Regions from separate parts of the Sus scrofa genome. Here region 2 is linked to region 1. A link is a contact called in public targeted proximity ligation data. All regions are on one chromosome and are shown on one strand. The core of a region is the stretch at or near the end of the contact, and the rest is flanking DNA. Distances in the headings are between cores, read along the strand shown.

Region 1 (7,879 bases), core at 1,690-4,189:
AGACTGTCTACAAGAAAACCTTTGATACTTTTAGTTAGGCAAAGATATAGATAAAACACCAAAAACATGAGCTATAAAAGAACAACCTGATAAGCTGGACTTACTCAAAAACTTCTGTTCTTCAAAACACATTGTTAAGAGAATGAAAATACAGGACCTGGAGAAAATTTTTGCAAGTATATTATCTGCAAAGGTCTTCCAGCTACAATATATAAGGGACTTTCAAATCTCAGTAAGAAAATAAATAATGCAATAAAGCTTGGGCAAAAAATTTGAAAGCCTTTTCACCAAAGGAGATATTTGCATGGCAAGTAAACACATGAAAAGATGCTCACCATCACTATTCACTGGGGAAATACGAATTAAAATTACATGCTCTACTGTATACTTGTTAAAATTGCTAAAATTTAAAAGGCTGACCATACCAAAGTGTGGACAGACAATGGGAGGGAATGGAACTCTCATACACTGCTGGTGGAGATATAAAATGGTACAACCATTCTGGAAGACAGATTAGCTATTTAAGTTAAACACAGACCTACCATATGATGCAAACATTCCACTCCCAGGTATTTAACCAAAATGAAAAACATATGCATACAAAGACATACATGAATATACACAGCTTTATTTGTAATGGCCAAAAACTGGAAACAGCCCACATTTTCATCAACATATGAATGATAAACAAATCTGGTACATTCATACACTGGAATACTACTCAACAATTATGAGGAATAAGCTATTGCCTCACGCAAGAAGTCTGATGAATCAAAAGCACTGAGTAAAAATCTGGTTTCAAAATTATATACTTTCAAAACTATATGATTTCGGAGTTCCCGTCATGGCTCAGTGGTTAACGAATCCGACTAGGAGCCATGAGGTTGCGGGTTCAATCCCTGGCCTTGCTCAGTGGGTTAAGGACCTGGCGTGGCCATGAGCTGCGGTGTAGGTCTCAGACGCGGCTCAGATCCCGCGTTGCTGTGGCTCTGGTGTAGGCCAGCAGCTGCAGCTTTGATTCGACCCCTAGCCTGGGAACCTCCATATGCCGTGGGAGCGGCCCAAGAAATGGCAAAAAGACAAAAAAAATAAATAAATAAAACAAACAAAAAAAAAACTATATGATTTCATTTATATGATATTTTCAAAAAAAGAAAAAAAAAAAGAAAAAGAAAACTATCATGGTTGCTGGGAGTTACAACATGGATGGGGGTGTAACGAACTATTCTCTGTCCTGAGTGTGGTGGTGCTGGTTACAAAATATATACATGTATTAAAATTCAAAGAATTATACAGCTCTAGTAAAAAGAAAAAAAAAATCCGTTAAGACAGCATGTTACACACTTATACCACACACATTCGCTTCGCTCCCTGTCTCTTGTACCTGGCTGCTTTCATTTTGCATTGTATTAATGTAATGGCTCAATATCAGATTCTAGAGCTCTCCCTCATTCTTTTTTTTTTTTTTTTTTGCAAGTGTATAATAATAATCCATTATGTGGATATAATTATTCAACTATATATGGGCATTTAGGCAATTTCCAGTATTTTTCTATTACAAACAATCATGCTAAGAATAACCTTGTTCATGTGTATTTGTATGTCAGAAGAGTACCTTGAGGGTCAATTCCTAGGAATGGGATTGTGAGGTCGAAATTACAAACACGAAAAAAAGAAAAAAAAAAAAAAAAGAAATTACAAACACGTACATAGTTGTCAGAAACCATGCCAAATTTCTTTCCATTAAAGATTGTTACCATTTTTGCATTCCCACCAGCAAGGTGCGAGAATGCATGCTTTCCCACAGCCTCACCAGAGACGTTAGCAAGCTTTTAAACTTTTGCCAATCAGATAATTGAGAAACGGTGTCTCAGCTGTTTCTTAGACAAAAAGTGTATTTTTCCAGTTTTAAATAAACTAAAAATACAGCTTTACTGGAATTCCTCTGTGGTTCACCAGGTTAAGGACCCTTCATTGTCACTGCTGAGGCTTGGGTCCCTAGCCCAGGAACTTGTACATGCCGTGGGTGTGGCCAAAAAAAAAAAAAAAAGAATATATATATATATATATATATAGAGAGAGAGAGAGAGAGAGATTTATATCTCAATACAGCTATTTATATATATAATAGTTGTACTGAGATACAAAATCATATGCCATACAATTTCCCATTTAAAATATTCAATGCACAGTTTCTAGTATATTCACAGAGTTGTGCAACCATCACCACTAGCTGATTCCAGGCCATTTTCAATACCCCCAAAAGAAATACCATATCCATTAGCAGTCACTCCCCATTCCTTCCTCCTCCAACCCTAGGTAATCACTAATCTATTTTGTCTCTTTGGATTTGTCTATTCTGGACATTTCATTGAAATGCTTTTTGTGGTTTAAGTTCTCTTGAGGCACTAAGGATCTGGCACTGTCTACAGTGGCTTAGGTCGCTGCTTTGGCGCAAGTTTGATGCCTGGCCTGCAGCATGTCTGAAAAGAAAAAAAAGAAAAGGAAAGGAAAGGAAATTTAAACGTTTTTGTGGTCAAACATGGCCTTTTGTGATTGGCTTTGTTCACACAGCACAATGTTTTCCAGGTTCATCTGTCTGCAGCATATGCATCAGTACTCTGCTCCCTTTTTTGGCTGAATAATATTCCATTTTACACATCCATTCATCAACTGATGGGACATTTTAGTTGCTTCCATTTTCTGACTATTATGAAAGATACGTCTACGAACTTTTCTGTACACAAGTTTTTGTGTACATACATGTTTTCATTTCTTTTGGGTATTCAATCCAGTAGAATTGCTGGATCATACAGTAACTTTATATTTAGTATCTTGGTGCAGTGCCAGATTTTCTGCAAAGCAGTTGCACCATCTTATATTCCCAGTAGCAACGCATGACATTTCAATTTCTCCACATCCTCACCCACACTTACTACATCTTTTTTTATTACAACCACACCAGTGGATGTAAAAGTGGCACCACATTTTGGGTCTGATATGTGTCCCTCTGATGGTTAATGACACTGAGTATCTTTTATATCCTTGTTGTGTATCTCTGGAGAAATGCCTATTTAGATCTCTTGTCCATTTTTTCTACTGGATTGTCTTTTTATATTGAGTTCTTTATATATTCTAGACACATGACCCTTACCAGATATACGATCTGCAAAAAAATTCTCCAATTCTGTAGGCTGTCTTTTCACATTTTTTACATTGTCCTTTGAAGCACAAATTTTTTTACTTATTTCACTTTTATGGCCACACCCGTGGCACATGGAAGTTCCTCAGCCAGGGACTGAATCTGAGTTACAGCTGCAACCTACACTGCAGCTGCAGCAATGCTAGACCCTTTAACCCAATGAACCATGCTGGGGGTCAAACCTATGCCTCCGCAGTGACTGGAGCTGCTGCAGTAGATTCTTAACCCACTATGCCAAAGTGGGAATTCCTTTACTCTTATTTTAATATTTATTCATTAGACATAAAACTATCACTAGTTTTATATATGAATATCTAAGACTCTACTCTCAATTTCTTAACTTCTCTTGCTATGGACCAGTCATAATCAGTTTGGGGACCAGCACTGGTTCACAGCCTATATCTGAAATAGAAATGGTGTAAGATTCACCAGATGATAATGAAATGAGGTTCCTTAACACAAAACTTTTTCATTTTGATGATGTCTAATTTATCTATTTTTTCTTTTGTTGTGTGTATTTTGGTGTCTTATCTACCAGAAAAGTTCAACACAGACCAAACATCTCTGGTAGGCTCAATAATGGCTCCCTAAGATGCCCACATCCCAATTCCTGTAATCTGTGAATGCTACTTTAAATGGCCAAAAGGATTTTGGATATGTGATTAAATTAAGTACTCTGAGATGAGGTTTAAGTATCTAGAGAGTCGAGATTCTAGACTCTCTAGATAGGTCCAATGCAAAACAATGGTCTTTATATAAGACAGAGGCAGAAGAACAGAGGGGCAGAAGGCAAGGTGACAATGAAAGAAAGAAGTGGTGATCAAGCAAGACGGTGGAGTAATGTGAGGAAGAAGCTATGAGCCAGGGAATGCAGGAGGCCACGAAGGCGAGGAAGAGATTCTCCCTGAAGCCAACAAAGACCTGCCAACACCTTGATTTTAGAATTCCACTCTTCAGAACCATAAGAGAATAAATGTGCGCTGTTTTAAGCTACTAATGCTGTGGTAATTTGCGAGAGCATCAATGGGAAACTAATATAAGGTCCAAAGTTTTAACTGGGGGCTAGTCACATAGGTACCCTTTGCCTAGTACATTCCAGACTCAGAAGGAAAGCAGGTCTTAAGCATAAACCACATGCCCTCAGGTCTACTTATGGAATTTCTATTCTATTCCACTTAGGTGTCTCCATACCAATACCCTGCTTCTTCCAATTATATAATGGCTTAAGAGTATGTTTCAATAACTGCTTGTGCTAGTAACACCTCATAACTTTTCTTTTCCAGCATTTCTCCAGCACTCCTACATGTTTGTTAACTTTAATATCAACTTTTGCTGCTCTATAAAAAGTTTTGTTGGTATTTTTAAATTGCATTTGTGTAAAATTAATGTTAACTTAGGGAGACCTGAAGTTTTTAGATGTTGAATCCTCCTACCCAAGTACAAGGAATGCCTTTCTACTATTGAAATCTACTTTTTTTTTGCCTTCAAGAATGTTCTAAAGTTTTCCTCAGATGCTGCATCACATTTCCTGTTTATTCTTAAAACTATTTTATTGTTGTTGCTATTATTATTGATAGCTTTTTGCAATGGATGAAATATTTCAAAAAAAAAAAAAAAAACCTTAGAGTTTCAGTTTTAAAAAAAAGAATAAAAAACCTCAGGCACAGAGTTCCCATTGTGGCTCAGCAGTTAATGAACCTGACTAGCATCCATGAGGACGCGGGTTCAATCCCTGGCCTTGCTCAGTGGGTTAGGGATCCGGCGTTGCCATGAGCTATGGTGTAGGTCACAGATGTGGCCCAGATCCCACATTGCTGTGGCTCTGATGTAGGCCAGCAGCTACAGCTCTGATTGGACCCCTAGCCTGGGAACCTCCATATGCCATGGGTGCGGCCCTAAAAAGACCAAAACAAAAACAAAAACAAAAAAACACCTCAGGCACAATATACAGAAATACACACAACTAGAGGGAGTAAATGTAAGTATGAGAGAACAGCCTGTTAGGTGCTAGCAGCCCAAGTTCAGTGGGCATCACTGGACAGATTTTCTAGGGGGAGTAGAGATATGGGTCAATTCAACAAGAATGTTTAGTGCTGCTGTGATTCAATCAGCCAAAAAGCCATAGCTTAGAGCCAAAAAGCATGAGATAATTTCATCTGATAAAGCCTAATATCTATTCCTAATAACTTATAAAACTTAAATTCTTAAAAATACAGGAAATTTCTTAATTATTATCAAGAACATCTAATTTCAACCAACTACCCCAATCATACTTCACAGTGAAAAAAGATAAGGATGCCTACTTTTTCACTACTCTTATTTAGCACTGTTCTAAAGCTCCAACCAACGCAATTATACATATACATACATATTTACTATTGGATTAAGTTGTTATTTAATCTACGGTAGTTGTTATTGGATCTACAAAATGGCCATTTCATGTTCTGTAATAGTGTGTATTTGAGTGTATGTGTGCATATATATATGTATACACACATACATGAAAGAAAAATAAATAGAAAACATTATAAAGATGTCAACGAGTTTCAAATTTGTCTAACATTTTGATGCAATTCTAATCAAAAAAGCAAATAAAAAACAAGATAGACAAGAAAATGTTTTGGGAAGAATAATAATTTAAGGGAAGGGGATGACCTGCCAAGCCAGCTAATAAAATGGACAAATGAAAATGTAGTACTTAAACAAATCAAAAAATATACAAATATATCTGTGAAGAAGAAAAAAACAAAACGAAACAGGAGTTTCCCCTGTGGTACATGGATTAAGGATCCAGCATTGTCTCTGCAGTAGCTCAGGTTCTATCCCTGGCCCAGCACAGTCGGTTAAAGATCCAGCATTGCCACAGCTGTGGTGTAGGACACAGCTGTGGCTCAGATGCATGCCATGGCCAAAGAACCTCCCTATGCCACAAGTGCAGCTGCAAAAGGGGGAAAAAAAAACAAAAAACACAGAAAAATCAAGAAACAAATACAAGTATGTAACAGAATTTGCATGAAAAGGAAATACTATATATAATTCAGTAAGTGGTATTAAGGTAACTAACCACCTGAGAAAAAGATTCTCTACCTGACACCAATAGATTCTGAAGAATTAGAGATTTGCATTTAAAAGTAGAAGTATGAATTTAAAATACTTGTGAATATGGTGTTCTTGTCGTGGCGCAGTGGTTAACAAATCCGACTAGGAACCATGAGGTTGCGGGTTTGATCCCTGGCCTTGCTCAGTGGGTTAAGAATCTGGCGTTGCCGGAGTTCCCGTCGTGGCGCAGTGGTTAACGAATCCAACTAGGAACCATGAGGTTGCGGGTTCGGTCCCTGCCCTTGCTCAGTGGGTTAACGATCTGGTGTTGCCGTGAGCTGTGGTGTAGGTTGCAGACGCGGCTTGGATCCCACTTTGCTGTGGCATAGGCCAGCGGCTACAGCTCGGATTAGACCCCTAGCCTGGGAACCTCCATATGCCAAGGGAAGCGGCCCTAGAAAAGGCAAAAAGACAAAAAAAAAAAAAAAATACTGGTGAATATATATAAACTTTATGCACAGGGCTTCTTAAGCCTAACAACAAAAGCAGAAACCATAAAGGAAAAGAATGACAGATTTGGCTAATAAGTTTTTAGATAAAAATAAATAGAAAATTAAAAATTCAAATGCAAATGGAAACTTAGAAAAATATGAAATCCTTAACTAAGTGTTCATTTACTTTAAAAAGAAAAATTCAAACACCAATGGAGGCACTGACAAAGTCATGATCAAAAAATACAAAAGAAATACAAATGGCCAGCAAATGTGTCTAAGTGTTCAATCTTACCAGCATTTTTTTCAAATGTGCCGGGCACTGTGCTAAGGGCTTGACACCCACTACCTTGGCAAACCCTGCAATAACTCCTTGAGAGGTGCTATTACTACCCCTACTTCACAGATCATGAACCTGAGGCAGACAGTGGTTAATGCTACTTACCTACAGTCACACAGCCAGAAAGCAGATGCTGGAGCCCAGAGTTGCACTCTGAACCACTACATGCACATCTTAACTCCCTAACTCTAGCAGACTTCTCTCTCATTAACTTAGGTAACTCACACAGTGAGCCTGGTATGTTCTTACGCCATCTCCTTGCCACGCACAGCAGAATGGTGGTTCCCAGAATTCTTTCCTCAGTGACACACACTTTGAGTTAGGTCCATAAGTAGAATACTGCCTAGGGTCACCTAGAATTTCTCCAGGTTATAATGCATTCTTAGTATACCAGTTGTAACTCTATCATTCTTCTCTCTCTGAACTGAGATACATCTTACACCTAACTGCGTCACTCATCAAGTATGAAACCATGGTCAAGAAACACTAGCAATTTAAAAAAATCAATTAAAGAGTGCAATACCTTTTCTTGCCAGGTGAGAAGGGTAACAGCCAATGTGGGAAAGCAGATACCCTCACACAGTACTGGTGAGATGCTGAGAGTTTTCTTCAAAGGCAATTTGGCAATATCTGCTTTTTAAATGGGGAACTGACAATATTCCAGTATTCAGAAATTATATTCTATTCACAAGAATCTCTAGGATTCCAATAAATTTAGATCTAATTGCCAGCCTGCTCCCTTCTTACTGATTGTCTTGTCAATGCTATTCTCAGTAAGCTCTTTTCTAGTCCAGCCATCACCCAAGA
Region 2 (7,879 bases), core at 2,157-4,656, 150 kb before region 1:
TATATAGAAAAAGAATAAGTAAAGTCCTGGCTGACTTTTAGGAATGTGATTTCATCATTTCCTTTCACATTGATTCCAGGAGGTATTAGATTTCATACCGTAACTGGAAGTATTAAGTCTCAAAAATTGAGTAGCCTTTGTTTGAGCAGAAGATGGGGCAGTTGGTTTAATTACAACAGCCCCGACCCACGCTGAGCACCCAGTGTTCTGCTCCACCCCAGCAGAAGGCAAGGAGCCTATCTTGCTCTAGCCCCACGAGCCCTTGGATTTCCCAGATTCTGAAGGTCTAACAGTTTAGGCCGAGAGAACTTCCAACGTTCCAGCATGGCCAACATTAATTCCCCATGCAATACATTTCTCACCTGAAATCATATGTTTTTATCATGCTCAGGTCACTGGATGAGAGGCATTATATGCATAAATACTCTTTATTTAAAATCATCTGAAACCTCATTAATAAATAGGAAGGGGCTGGAAGAGATTAAAAAAACCTGGTCTCAAATTTGGAAGCCACAGCTATACAAATAAATGGTCAGAATGAAATCACTTCATTACTTTTAAAACCTAATTAAGTATTTATTTCCTAATAATAGAATGGATTCCAAACTCTGTTGACAAAAACCATTTGTCCCTACCTGCAGGGCCCCTTGGGGGCTAACCTGAGTGGGTACAAGAACAGAAGCCCAGCCACTAAGATCTGTGACTGAGCACCATCCACTGTGGACAGGTCCAGCGTCTTCACTGAATGATGTTCTGACCCTTATCAGGTAACTATATACACACCCACAGTCACCGCAACTGGTATGTGTGTGGGGAGGCTGGGTGTACATTAACGAGGTGTGACACAGAAGAGGAGCTAAGATTTCATATTCAGGCTAATATGAGGCATCTGTGTAAAGAAAAGTCCCATACCCTGGGCAACAAAGACAATATCTGTTCTATCATTCAGTGTCCTCAGACTCTTCAGCAGGAATTCAATGTCAACAAAGTTGGTTTTTTCAGATGAACCCTCACTCTTCCTTTTCTTGCAGGAGAACTATGTAACAATGCTTTCCTTTGGCCTCAACCACCAGAAGGTGTGCAGCTCAATTTAACAATTAGTGGTAATAAAACTAACTTCATTCTAGGTTTTCGTTGAGATTGCACTGTCATAATTAAAAACAAACAGATGAAACATCAAGAACTACTTTTTGTCTCTTACTGTTTTAGATTTGCTTTAATCATTGAAACGACCTCTCATCATTTTAAATGTAGGCAAAAATAGGAATTATCAATTTATAAAATGTGTCCTACTCATTTACTTCTTTAAGTCTTCACTAACAAGTGTACAAAGCAATCTGAAATCACTCCTTTGGGCAGGATAACTTTAAATCATGTCACTTATTAGGGCCGCACCTGCAGCATATGGAGGTTCCCAGGCTAGGGGACAAATCGAAGCTGTAGCTGCCAGCCTATGCCAGAGCCACAGCAACGCAGGATCTGAGCCACATCTGCGACCTACACCACAGCTCACGGAAACGCCAGATCCTTAACCCGCTGAGCGAGTCCAGGGATTGAACCCGCAACCTCATGGTTCCTAATCAGATTCGCTAACCACTGAGCCACCACGGGCTCTCATACTGAGTGAAGTAAGTCAGAAAGACAAAGACAAATACCATATGATATCACTTGTAACTGGAATCTAATATACAGCACAAATGAACATTTCCACAGAAAAGAAAATCATAGACTTGGAGAACAGACTTGTGGCTGCCCAGGGGGGAGAGGGAGGGAGTGGGAGGGATAGGGAGCTTGGGGTTATCAGATGCAAACCATTGCTGTTGGAATGGATTTATAATGAGATTCAGCTGTGTAGCATTGAGAACTATGTCTAGATACTTATATTGCAACACAACAATGAGAGGAAAAGGTACGTATACATGTATGTGTAACTTGGTCCCCATGCTGTACAGCGGAAAAAAAAATAAAAAAAATGTTAAAATAGAAAAGAAGGCTAGCTCTCATAGCTCATTTCTTTCTTATATGTGTAAGAATAAAAGAAAAATTTAGGGGAAAAAAAAATCATGTCACTTAGTCTCCACCCAAAGAAACTGCTTCAGAACAGTGTCAGCCACTAGCAGTTTCCCTGAATGAGTGCAAGCCTAGTGGCTGTGGACCTAAGCCAGGCCAGGACAGTAACAACACCTGACTGGAGATTCAGGACAACCTCTAGAGAATTACCCATTCTGGCAGGAGTTTCTTTCTCCTCATCTTCTGCCTGTTTAAAAGGTCTAAGTGAGGCCACCAGACCACACGGACCAACACATGATTCCTTCGAGTCAGTACTGGTTACATTAAGTTTATTTCCCCCTATTTGTTCTGAAATGATACCTCAATATGAGTGTGACAACCTAAAATGTACCAAAAGATGCACATGAAGAAAATGCTTCAGGAGTTCTTTATGTTAAAGTGAATATTGTTTCCAAAAATTTACAGCTATTATCGCATTATTTTGTTCTGTGCTTAGATGGCAAAGATACTGGTTTAGCCCAGAAGAAGGTAGAAGAGAATATTTTTTGTCTTTTTAGGGCTACACCCGCGGCATGTGGAAGTTCCCAGGCTAGGGGTCAAATTGGAGCTGCAGCTGCCCACTTACACCACAGCCACAGCAAGGCAGGATCCTTAACCCACTGAGTAAGGCCAGGGATCGAACCTGCGTCCTCATGGATGCTAGTCAGATTTGTTTCTGCTGAGCCATGATGGAACCCCCAAGAATTCTTATTAAGTGAAAAAATTTTACATCTATCTCAGGAAAGGAATTAATAAGTCTGTGAGTAGATCCATATTCTCTTCTGTTCCAGCTTTTCCTGTACCCTGAGAAAGCTGTACACACTGTATGCAGCTCTAACCAGAACCAATAAGGTACGCGGGACTCAGACAAAAAGGCTGCACAACCAACTTTATGTAGCATATAGAGTTCAATTACTTAGGGTTTTCGTAAAAGTATTACATGCAATGAGAACTTTGATTTGTTTATTCTAGAAATAAAGTATCATGGATATTCAAGAGCAAACACACTACAACTCAATGTTGGGAGAGTAGAGCTTCTGTCTTCCCACTTACGCACTTCTCTCCAAGACTTTAAGGGCAATTCCTGCCTGCCCCAAACCCACTAGGTGGGCCCAGTGCCCACCTCCCAGACTTTTACTGGCTACATTCCACTAGTGGGTGGGGCTACAAGAGCTTGACACAGCCGATCCCAATCACCTGCCAAGACTGCTGAATAGAGAATCTGATCAGTGGCCTGGGGTGGGGCCCAAGATTTCACCTTTTTAAAAGCTCTTAGTGATGTCATTATTGCCAATTCCTGGTCCTCAGCTTTGGGGAGCAGGCCTTAGAAGACTTGCCCAATACCCTCTCTTCTATGTGGGTCAGCCACTGAGCTTCCTGTCCCTGACCTCAGAGGCCCTGCTCCCTAGAGCCAATACATGACCTTCTCTCTGCTCACACTCCAGCTTCTAGGCCTATGTTAGGTGAATCAAGTCAGATTTACTTTTGGGCTAATTACCTTTGCCTGAGGGACAATACGTAGTTTTAGAGGTGAGAGCAGAAGGCTTATCAGCCAAGCCTCAGTCTCCACCAGTATGTAGCAGATGCCCTGCCTTGGAAGAAAAGAACTTCAGGGTAGATTTTAAATTCTGGCTCTAAATCTAGTCTGTCTCTTCTCTTGGCTGGAGGCTCAGGAGGCAGGAGAGGTGACAGTCAGATCCAGGCCAGGGACCCTCCACACACACTGTAGCACTGACACTCCTCCTGGTCCTCACCCAGGAGCCTGGCACTGCATCTCAGACGTCCCCGACCCAGGCCTGGGCCAGACCAGGGGGAAGGTCAATCACTCTGAAATCCAAAATGTTTTCAAAGCTTTTTCTTCCCAACTCATTTAGAAACAAAACAGGATGAGTAAACTCTTTTGTAGCAAAACCAAAACTGAACTGACATGAACCTACTTTAGGGTCAAGAGTCACATGGCACACACGTCGTATGCCTTTCTGAAAACCCGGATTTCAACACAGGAGGCTCCCGAGTGTTGCAGAAGAGACTGCGGGTCTCCAGGGTTGCAGCCTCGCTGCTGCTGATGGGCTTCGCCTCCATCACACCCCACATCTGGTTTCCGGGGCTGCGCGTGAGGACCTGCTCTTGCCCAGAACTGCTTTTTCTCTGAAACCCTAAAGCCTCATGCCTCCTCCTTGGTCCCCTCAATCCCTGGGCTCCCCACCCCCCGCCCTTGACTTGTCCATGTCCTCCTTGCCTGTGAGGTCCCTTCTGGGTTAAGGTCCTGCTAATTACAGGCAGCCCAGCACATCCCTCATCACCCGCCAACACCCGCATGACCCTCCCATCCCCGGCTCTTTCTGCTGCCCCCGTCCCGCAGAACTCCCACCACCCCGTGGCCGAGAGTGCGACAGAGAACGACATAAGCGTGAGGAAGGCCCAGGGATCCTGGCGGGTCGCCCGTGCTGTCTGAGGGGCTGCTCTGCAGGTCTGCTTCCAGGCCCCACAGACCCCAGTCTACGGAATCTCAGTTAGCTAATGTGATTATTCCAAACTTCCTCTGGGTTGTGTTTCTCCCCTGCCGCTTCCCCTTCAGTCTCCAATGCTACGATGCACCCGCATCCACACACCTGTGGAAATCGAGCCCTTTTCTAATGTGCTGAGCTGGGGCTCCTCCCACCCACCTCCTTGGGCGTTTGGTTGTATAAACATCTCTTTGCTTCTCCTCCTTGTGAAGGAGGTGGTGAAGTGTGGTGATGAGCTGAGGGGTAGGGTTGGTCTTGGTGTGGGCTCCCCATCTACCTGATGTAACCTTCCTTAGACAGGTTTCAATGGGACTGGAAATGCCCATCCCAAGGTGCACGAGGCATGCGAGTTGTGTCTGGAACATTAGGAAGGGCTGACAAACACCACGGCTCTCAGCTATGCCAGCTGTTTTTCCCTTGATCTGTAGATATTTTTTAAGCACCGCTTTCCATTTTTTTTTTTTAATTGAAAATACTACCACACAATATGTGCATCCTTTTTGCTGGTTAAAAATCAAAGAACATGGAAACCACATATTAGAGAGTCACCCCCTCCCCCTTTACTCACTGGCCCCTCACACATGCTCAGAGATGCCGCTGGTAACAAGCTGGTATGAAGGGTCCTCTCTAAGCTACTGTAACCTGGCTTCTAGTTCCATCTTTCTGACAAGGCTATTCCTGCCAAGGTCGAGTAACGTCCAACAGCCAGGCTCTGTGGAGCTCAGCTCTAGCTCTGCTCTGGCCTGGCTGGGACATGCTAACCACACCTCCTACTTGCTTCTTGTCACGCTGTCTGCTGGCTTTCTTCTTGCTGGCCTTGCCCTCAGGATTCTGTTCTTAGAGCTCTGCTAAGACCAGCTTCCAAGCAGACATTCCTGTTGGGAGGTTCCACAGCCACCTGCAAGTCAGCAGGCTGGGGACAGCACCATTTCCTGCCCTAAAAGCCACAGTAGCACCTACACTCTACCATGCAAAGTAGCAGCTCTTTGCTTCCCTTTAAAGGTAACAGTGTTACTAAGCAGCACAGCCAGGATTTGATCTGGAGCTGCCTGAGAGTGGAGCCTGACCTTGTGACCCCACACCACTCTGCTGCTCACTCCCCCCCATAATGCCACATCCTAGACTGCCAATGGCAGAAACGAGGTGGCGGCAGATTCCACTGTTTCTGCAGTTAATGTAGAGACTGAAAACGGCTGCACCAGTCCAGAGCTTTCTCAGGTTTTAGCTATCAACCCAGCAATGGCCTCTGTCCAGTTCCCAGGGCTCAGGTCTCACAGGAGGAGAAACCACCGAAGTACCGAATCTACCAACTGTGCAGCTACAGAGTCCTGGCTGGGCCAGCTATGAAGACAGGCCATTTCTGGTCCTCCCCTCCATGCCGAACAGTGGCTGCAGGGATGACCAGAGAGGTGGCTGGAGGTCCCATTAAAACAGGGTGCTTGTGACACTACCTAAACTCACTACAGAGATTCTTTGAGGTGCAGGGCAGGGCTGGGGAGAGAAAAGGGCGCTTCTGAAAAGGGCAGGCTCATATTTAATGTAAACATGATGACTAGTTTAGCAGGGGCGCTGGGCTAAGCTCCAGAGAGATTATAAAGGATCTACCCAGCTAAACGCCTATGGTTTTATGATATAGCACTAGGTTGCAACCCCAAGATCAGTGCCCACCTTTTCAAGTGCATTTAAAAGACTGGTTTTCTCTATGTATGTTATACTTCAATAAAAACACTTATTGAAAAAAAAAAAAAAGATATGGCTCCTTCCTTCTTTCCAAACAGCAGTGGTGGGAAGGATAACGAGTGGCCGCTCATGTGAAGCTGGTAATCACTGTCTCCTCGTGGGCTCAAGAATCACTAACAATGTGGTACCCATGCTCCATCATTAAATATCTTTTAGGAGGTCAACTCTAGGACCACTGTGAAAATTTAAAAACATCTTTTTTAAAATTTTAAAATTTATGTTCTAGATGAATGACCATGAAAATAAAAACAGGCCATCGTACTGATGTTAGAGGGCTATCTTAGACAAGCAATGGGATATTCACCTTGACTGCCAAAGCCTATCTTTGCAGCAAGAAAGGGTGATACATGTTTATTCATGCTCTCAATAAGGGAAAAACTCACTATGTAACTGGATCTAATTAAAAAGAGGAACTTTAAGTGTTCACTTATTTATTTATTTATTTTTTGTCTTTTCTAGGGCCGCTCCCGTGGCATATGGAGGTTCCCAGGCTGGGGTTGAATTGGAGCCGCAGCCGCCAGCCTAAACCACAGCCACAGCAATGCAGGATCCGAGCTGCGTCTGCAACCTACACCACAGCCCAAGGCAGCACCGGGTCCTTAACCCACTGAGAAAGGCCAGGGATCGAACCTGCAACCTTATGGTTCCTAGTCGGATTCATTAACCACTGAGCCACGATGGGAACTCATTTAATATTAATATAAAAAGTACCCTAAAATCTATAAGCTCTATTAATAATAACAATAAAAAAAAGATTTCTGTGGAAGAAGTTAAATAATATTCAAGACATTTTCCTGTTTTATAAATCCAAATGTAATTATTCTAAGAAGACTCTACGGAGCTAGCCTTCAGATCCCTAGAACTAAAAATTCTCGAAAAGAAAACTGGACTTGGGAATGTCAGGTTTCTTCTGATGCTTCTTTAGCTCTCTTAGGGCTGCCAAGTTCCTTGTCCCCTGTGTAATCCAAAGGCAAAAACTCCTTGGTACATCAGTGAGGGAGGTGCCTGATGAGGCTTAGAGTAACATACAGACACGGCTGTCACAGGACAGAAAGGAAGATGCAAACAAGTTCAAGCTGTAAAGGGAATAAACTGAAATATAGCCAGAGGCCACTTACTATTTTTCACATTTTGGATTTTGGAAGTTCTAAGCCTCCTCTGTGTGTGTCGTGTAGATATCTAAGCGGGACCCAGTGATCCCTACCTTGTGGCCTTGTGGAGTCTGCTTTCCCGGAGTCCGGCTAGACCACACTTCTAAGGAGGACACTGTAGAAGGGATGGGCAATCACAGAGGGCCGTGCCTTCTGGCCTCCCAGGCTGCTCTTGCTTCTGCCTTTTTGCTGGCTTGCTCTGGTAAGGCCAACTGCTCTGAGCTGCCCTATGGAGAGGACTCAGCCGGCTACTGGCCACAGGCAGTAGGAAACCAAGACTCTCAGTACAACAGGCTGCGAAGGACTAAATCCTGCCATTGGCCACCTGAGTGAGCCTGGAGGCAGAGCCACCTTCAGCTGAACCTTAGGGAGACTTCAGTCCCGACCCCCAGCCTGATCACAGTTTTGGGAGAACAGGAGGGCCCAGCCAAG

The links.
Region 2: a targeted proximity ligation map of alveolar macrophages shows a contact between it and region 1. A contact is called at or near these places in 2 of 2 datasets of targeted methods (alveolar macrophages and skeletal muscle).

What each region holds. Positions count from the first base shown.
Region 1 is chr3:56,287,056-56,294,934 of Sscrofa11.1, reverse strand. The region is part of intron 1 of TMEM131 (transmembrane protein 131); the gene reads right to left. Among named protein-coding and RNA genes, the nearest start is that of TMEM131, 14 kb to the right of the region's middle.
Region 2 is chr3:56,440,513-56,448,391 of Sscrofa11.1, reverse strand. All of the region lies in intron 31 of TMEM131 (transmembrane protein 131), which reads right to left. Among named protein-coding and RNA genes, the nearest start is that of ACTR1B, 170 kb to the left of the region's middle.